Linked DNA regions of Mus musculus: region 1 is linked to region 2. The links are chromatin contacts, called in public HiChIP or PLAC-seq maps. All regions are on one chromosome and are shown on one strand. The core of a region is the stretch at or near the end of the contact, and the rest is flanking DNA. Distances in the headings are between cores, read along the strand shown. Region 1 has its middle 16 kb from the start of Fbxo27. Region 2 holds the start of Sycn (syncollin).

Region 1 (2,700 bases), core at 15-2,514, 140 kb after region 2:
TGGAATTTATCTCCGTGTCCTTGGCACAGGGAGCTAAGCAAGCGCCTGGCTAGGTCTTTTTACAATTATCGCATCTCTGGTTGTAAGGTATAAAAACAAAAAGGCTTTTTGCTGGCTATAAAGAACAAAGAGCTTCTTTCTGGCTGTATTTTTAGAGATCAGGGAATACAAGCTTGGGGACCGTTCAGGGGCTGGAGAAACACTTTAAGTCGGGGCCTCACAGTAACAACTCAGGTTACCCGAGCAGTCCAGTAGGGAACATCACAAAAGTGGATTGCTGTTTCTGACTTTTTGTTTGGTGTTTTAAGGAAGGGTTGTGAGGGGCTGAAGAGATGGCTCAGCGGTTAAGAGCATTGGATGCTCTTCCAAAGGACCCGGGTTCAGTTCCCAGCATCCACATGGCAGCCCACAACTGTCTGTAACTTCAATTCCAGGGGAATCTGACACCCTCACAGAGACAGACAGACAGACAGACAGACAAAACATATCTAGATAAGAGTGTGGAAGAGGAAGAGGGACCAAGTGAATGCCAAGCTGCTCACAGTAGGTTGCCTTGTCTCTATTGTTTTTAGGAAGTCAATGTCCTCAGCTACAACAGTCCAAGGTGAGGTCTCAGGGTGCCATCCTGACTGACTGGTCTCAGGGCCGATCTAATTCCTAGTCGCTACCACTAGGGCCGGCAGAGGGGAGCCAGCAAGGGTGCTGTTGACAGAGACCGAGATAGTCTAGCAACAGATTGCAGAGATAGTTTAGCAACTTGGGGATACGCCACCCCCACCCTGTGCACACCTTCACACAATCCCTTCCTGGCAAAGTCCGACCCAATTCTTCCCCAGCAACTCTTGTGTGACTAATTTGCAACCAATCAGATCTAGTACTAGAGAGCATGAGCCCAGGCAGCCTGAATCAGTTCTAGGTCCATGTATATACTAGGAGAGAAGAGCCTCTACTGATCAGCTCCTGCCTAGACATGACTCATCATGCATACGACCAAAATTATAAGACCTACAATCCGCACCTGGAAAAAAGGCAGGCGTCCTGAGGCAAGAAAAACAAACAAACAAACAAACAAACAAAAACATATTTTTAAACCCCCACCCATGCTACACCCCTAGCAAGCCACACCTCTACAGGTCCCACTAGAGAATTTCTAGATTAAAATCTTTTGCAGCCTGCAATCTTTTCTACATTCTTCACTTCCTTAAACAGGAAACGGAGAACAAAGGCGGTAACTCTTGTAAATGATCTAAACTAGTGTCCGTAACCCAGGTGAGTGGGAGGGGCTGAGCTGGGAGGTGGGCCAAGCGGTTATGGAAACACCGCTTGCTCACCACCTGACACTGCGGGTTCAGCCCTTAATCCCTACTTGTATTCCGTTTACATTTGTTCCCAACATAGGCATATAGAAAGTGAGGAATTCAGCTGGCCAATGTGGCCTTTAATCCCAGCACCGAGGAGGCAGAGGCAGGCAGAACTCTGCAAGTTCAAGGCTAGCCTGGTCTACAGAGTCAATTCCAAGACAGCGAGAACCTCTCCCCACCCCCACCCCCACCCCCAAAAGTGGGGACTTGTTCTGTTCTGGCAGGAATAAATGTATTCTAATGAGACCCTTGCGTCTCTCAGTCTGTCAGACCATTAAAAAACACTGGATCCCAGAGAAATGAACATTTCCTCAGGAGTCTCCTTCTGCAAGAAGGGAAAAGCCCTAGGCAGAGCGGAGCCTTGTCTCCATGGAGAGATTCCACCCCCTTCCAGGAAGAGCCTGAAGCACAGGCAAGGCCGTGTCAGCCCCAGCTGCGCCACACCTTGACGAAGACTGCTCAAAAGCGCAGATCTCTGGCCTCTGTTTAAATTTTAATCTCGCTTCAGGGGCCCCAAAACAGTTTCCCTGGGTCACTTGTCCTTCTCCCAAATGTGGCCACACTGAATAAATCTCCTTTTTCGGCTTTATATTAAGAAAAAGGCAGTGGTGGCGCACGCCTTTAATCCCAGCACTTGGGAGGCAGAGACAGGCGGATTTCTGAGTTCGAGGCCAGCCTGGTCTACAAAGTGAGTTCCAGGACAGTCAGGGCTATACAGAGAAACCCTGTCTCAAAAAACAAAAAAACAAAAACAAAAAAGAAAAGAAAAGAAAAATAATAGAACTTGTTAGGAAGAGGACCGAGGGACAGGGTCCCAAGGACCTGTCGTGGAGTACCAATCCGAGAAGACTGCTTGAGCATGCGTTTAAGCCAATAGAAAATCTTTATTAATGGTCTGGTGACTGCGATGGGTGCTCAGGGTCCCAGTGTGGCCCCAAGTCTTTCTCGAGGTAACCTTTTAAGTACAAAACCCATATCCTGGGTTGATCCGCTTCCGTTAACAACAACAGTTAACCAGAAACAGAATTATTTTTTTAAGTTGCAAATAAAAAAAAAATCATCACACACTGAAATTAACCATACCCAAATCTTTAAAAACTGTTTTCGTTCTAAGAAACACTGAGGACATATTATTTCAGCAACACATATCTGTCAATTATATTATAAAACTTTACTATTTTGCCTCAACTGCTTTCAGTCTTGTTTTCATTTGGTCTCTTTTGAGACCGAGTCTCCTGTGCAGCCTTGGCCTGCCTGGGCTATATATCAGTCATTCTGCCTCCAGCATATGTAGCCATACTCTGTTTGTTTCAGATTGTGGAATTCCTCCACACCTGCT
Region 2 (2,840 bases), core at 105-2,604:
GGCTGTGGGTTCTATACCCAGAACCACACACAAACAGAACTCCAGCTCTTGAGGTAAGGGAGAGGGTGGACGCCACGCCCCTGTCCTCTCCCCTGCCTGTGCTTTTGGGTGGAGGGAGGGGTGGGGAAGAGGAAGCTCATCTCTTCGTCCATTTGTAAACACTCCGTATAGCATAGCTACATCTAGATTTTGGGAACCCTTTTTAATTCACCAAGTACTTATTTAGTTAAGTTAATATCCCCAGCCCTTTCAGTTGTACAAACAGTCTCACTCTGTAGCCCAAGCTGGCCCACAGCTTCTTCTCCTACCTCAGGTTCCTCAGTGCTGGGATTTGAGGTCTGTGCCGACTTTTTCAGCCTTTCCCTTTTATCTTTCTCTTCCCTTTTTATGTGTCCATGTGTCCGTGTGTGGCATATGCACACACGTGTGAGATATATGCATTAATGTGCATGTGTACACAAAGGCCACAGGAGGGCTGATCTATCTATTCTGATCCATCAACAAAGTAATGTCAAGAGACGAGGTCTCTCACTGAACCTGGAGCTAGGCTGCCAGTCAGCAAGTCTCAGCCATCCTCCTGCCTCTGCCCCCTGCAGTGCTGGTGTTATAAGTGCCACATTCCCATGGGTGCTGGGGCTCAGAACTCAGGTTTCCCTGCTGAGCCATCTCTCCAGTCCTGACTTTTCCCATTTAAAACCTTTAATTTATTTTTTAATTATGTGTGAACATGCATGTCTCTGTGGGTGTGCGTGCATGTGATTGTAAGGTGCCCATAGACGCCCAAAGTGATGAGTCTCCTGGATCATGGCCCTCTTCAAGGATATGAACTCGGAATCATCTCCTTTCTATCTATCTATCTATCTATCTATCTATCTATCTATCTATCTATCTATCTATCATCTATCTATCTATCTATCTATCTATCCCCCATTCACCCAGGATCCCAAATACATCCCCAGGGCTTTGACTCCTATTTGCTTTGTAGCCAAAGATAACCTTGAGCTCCTGATCCCCCTGCCTCTACTTCCTCATTGCTTTCCCCCACCACAGCTACTCTGTAAACAATGGCAAGGGATCAAATCCCAGGTTTTACGAGTGCTAGGCAAACACTCTGAGCCTTATCTCCAACCCCTAGACTGTCTTTAACCAGTCCAAGGCGTTAGGGTTTTATCCCCATCTTGTATTTACTATTCAGTGGTGTGATGTTTTCCACACTGCTCAGGTAGGTCTCTGGTGCCAAGGACAGGGGGCGTGTCCTCATTCCAGTGAGCGCCAAGGACAGGGGGTGTGTCCTCATTCCTCCCTTGTCTTTATCTCATATATTCTCTCTTCCCATGGGTCATAAGTGCACCTCAGACCTCTCATGGTTCATTGTCACCATGTCCCTGCTGTGCCCACTGCTGCTGGCTTTAGCCCTGGTGGCTGTCCCTGGTGCCCATGGCAATTGCCCGGTGCCCGCAGACCTGAAGAAGTCAGATGGGACGCGTACGTGCGCCAGACTCTATGAGAAGAGTGATCCATACTATGACAACTGCTGCCAGGGGCCCGTGTTGTCTGTGGAGCCAGGTACTGACCTGCCCTATCTGCCCTCGGGCTGGTCTAACACTGCATCGTCTCTGGTAGTGGGCCAGCGCTGTGAGATCACTGTGTGGTCTCTCCCCGGTAAGCATGGCAAGACCCGCAAGTTCACCGCGGGTTCTTACCCTCGCCTGGAAGAGTACCGCAAAGGCATCTTTGGAGACTGGTCCGACTCCATCTCTGCCCTCTACTGCAAGTGAGTACCTACCCAATCCCACCACCCAAACCCAAGGCTCGCTCCCACAGAATCCAGAGACCCCCAGATTCATACTAAGAAAAGTAGATTTCTCCTTAGAAACTGTTCCTGGAGGTCCCATCTCTGAGTGCACCCCCTAGACTAATCCTGTCATCTTCTATCTTATGGCCCTCACCACCACCCCTAGGCTCTTAGACAAACTCTAGGCTCCCCATACCAGGAAGTCAACAATGCCAACCAACTTGTGCCTCCATTCTAGAAACCCTTCCACTCAGCGCCGCCCTAATTCTGCACTTGCATGAGGTTTCCTGGCCTAAGAATGAGGGGGTCACTGGCTCCTCTGGGGTCCTTAGACCCCTAAGCCAGCCCTGCCTCATTACATTCGAAAGCCCCTAGATCCAACTCTGAGACTTAAAAACCTCTCAGGCCTCGAGACCCCAGGCCCAAATCTTGAAGAGTCAGTCTGGTCTAACCCTCCACCCCCACCCACTTTGTTTAGATTAGCCCCAAATCCTGAAACCATTTGTAGACCTCCCAGGCTCATTCCTAGTGGTCCCCAGGTCCAGCAATCGTCCCAAGACCCACAGACCTCGGGTATCCTCTGTTTCACTGTAACAACACCCCAAGTCAGCTCAGCGGAATCCCTCAAAAAAAAAATGCCTGACCCCAAGCTCCTCAACCTGGAGCCTTGAACCCCTCCTCAGACCTTCCCACACGGGACAATCTCTGTCCGGACACCCCCTGTTGGGAATTCATGTTTCTGTTACAGGTGCTATTGATGCCTTGAGGCTCTGTCTACCCAGCCTGGCCTTGGGAATTGCTGTAGCTCCAAGAGCCAGGAGGCAAGATGACCCCACGACCTGCTCTCATAGCTTCCCTGTAATACAGCCCTTTCAAAGTTACAACCCTGTGTGACATCTGTGTGTGTTTGAGACCCAGCATCCACGGGTGGGTAGAATAGGAGACAGCAGAGTGATCAGATCTGAGTCAGACCATACTGGGGACGCAGCCTTTGATTGTAATTTGGGTTGGGATGAACAAAGACATCCAGGGAGCAGGAGCGAGC

What was found. HiChIP or PLAC-seq counts read pairs in DNA pulled down with a chosen protein or histone mark.
Region 1: a contact with region 2 is called in an H3K27ac HiChIP or PLAC-seq map of embryonic stem cells, with 7 read pairs. The contact joins the enhancer-like site here to the promoter of Sycn in region 2. A contact is called at or near these places in 3 of 39 promoter capture datasets (hematopoietic stem and progenitor cells, liver and macrophages), 1 of 484 Hi-C or Micro-C datasets (nephron progenitors), 1 of 115 datasets of contacts at active chromatin or transcription factors (embryonic stem cells) and 4 of 9 other capture datasets (adipose tissue, liver, macrophages and 1 more).

What each region holds. Positions count from the first base shown.
Region 1 is chr7:28,676,072-28,678,771 of GRCm38.p6, forward strand. No RefSeq gene overlaps it. Among named protein-coding and RNA genes, the nearest start is that of Fbxo27, 16 kb to the right of the region's middle. Within about 2 kb of position 1,265, at least 44 of the 459 cell types and tissues checked have an H3K27ac peak or open chromatin away from gene starts, as enhancers often do. A contact at or near this core is called in embryonic stem cells, where this site is marked.
Region 2 is chr7:28,539,531-28,542,370 of GRCm38.p6, forward strand. Sycn (syncollin) reads left to right here and starts at 1,355. Exons shown (of 2, transcript NM_026716.3): 1 at 1,355-1,774; 2 at 2,544-2,680. The coding sequence starts at 1,380. The coding sequence ends at 2,553.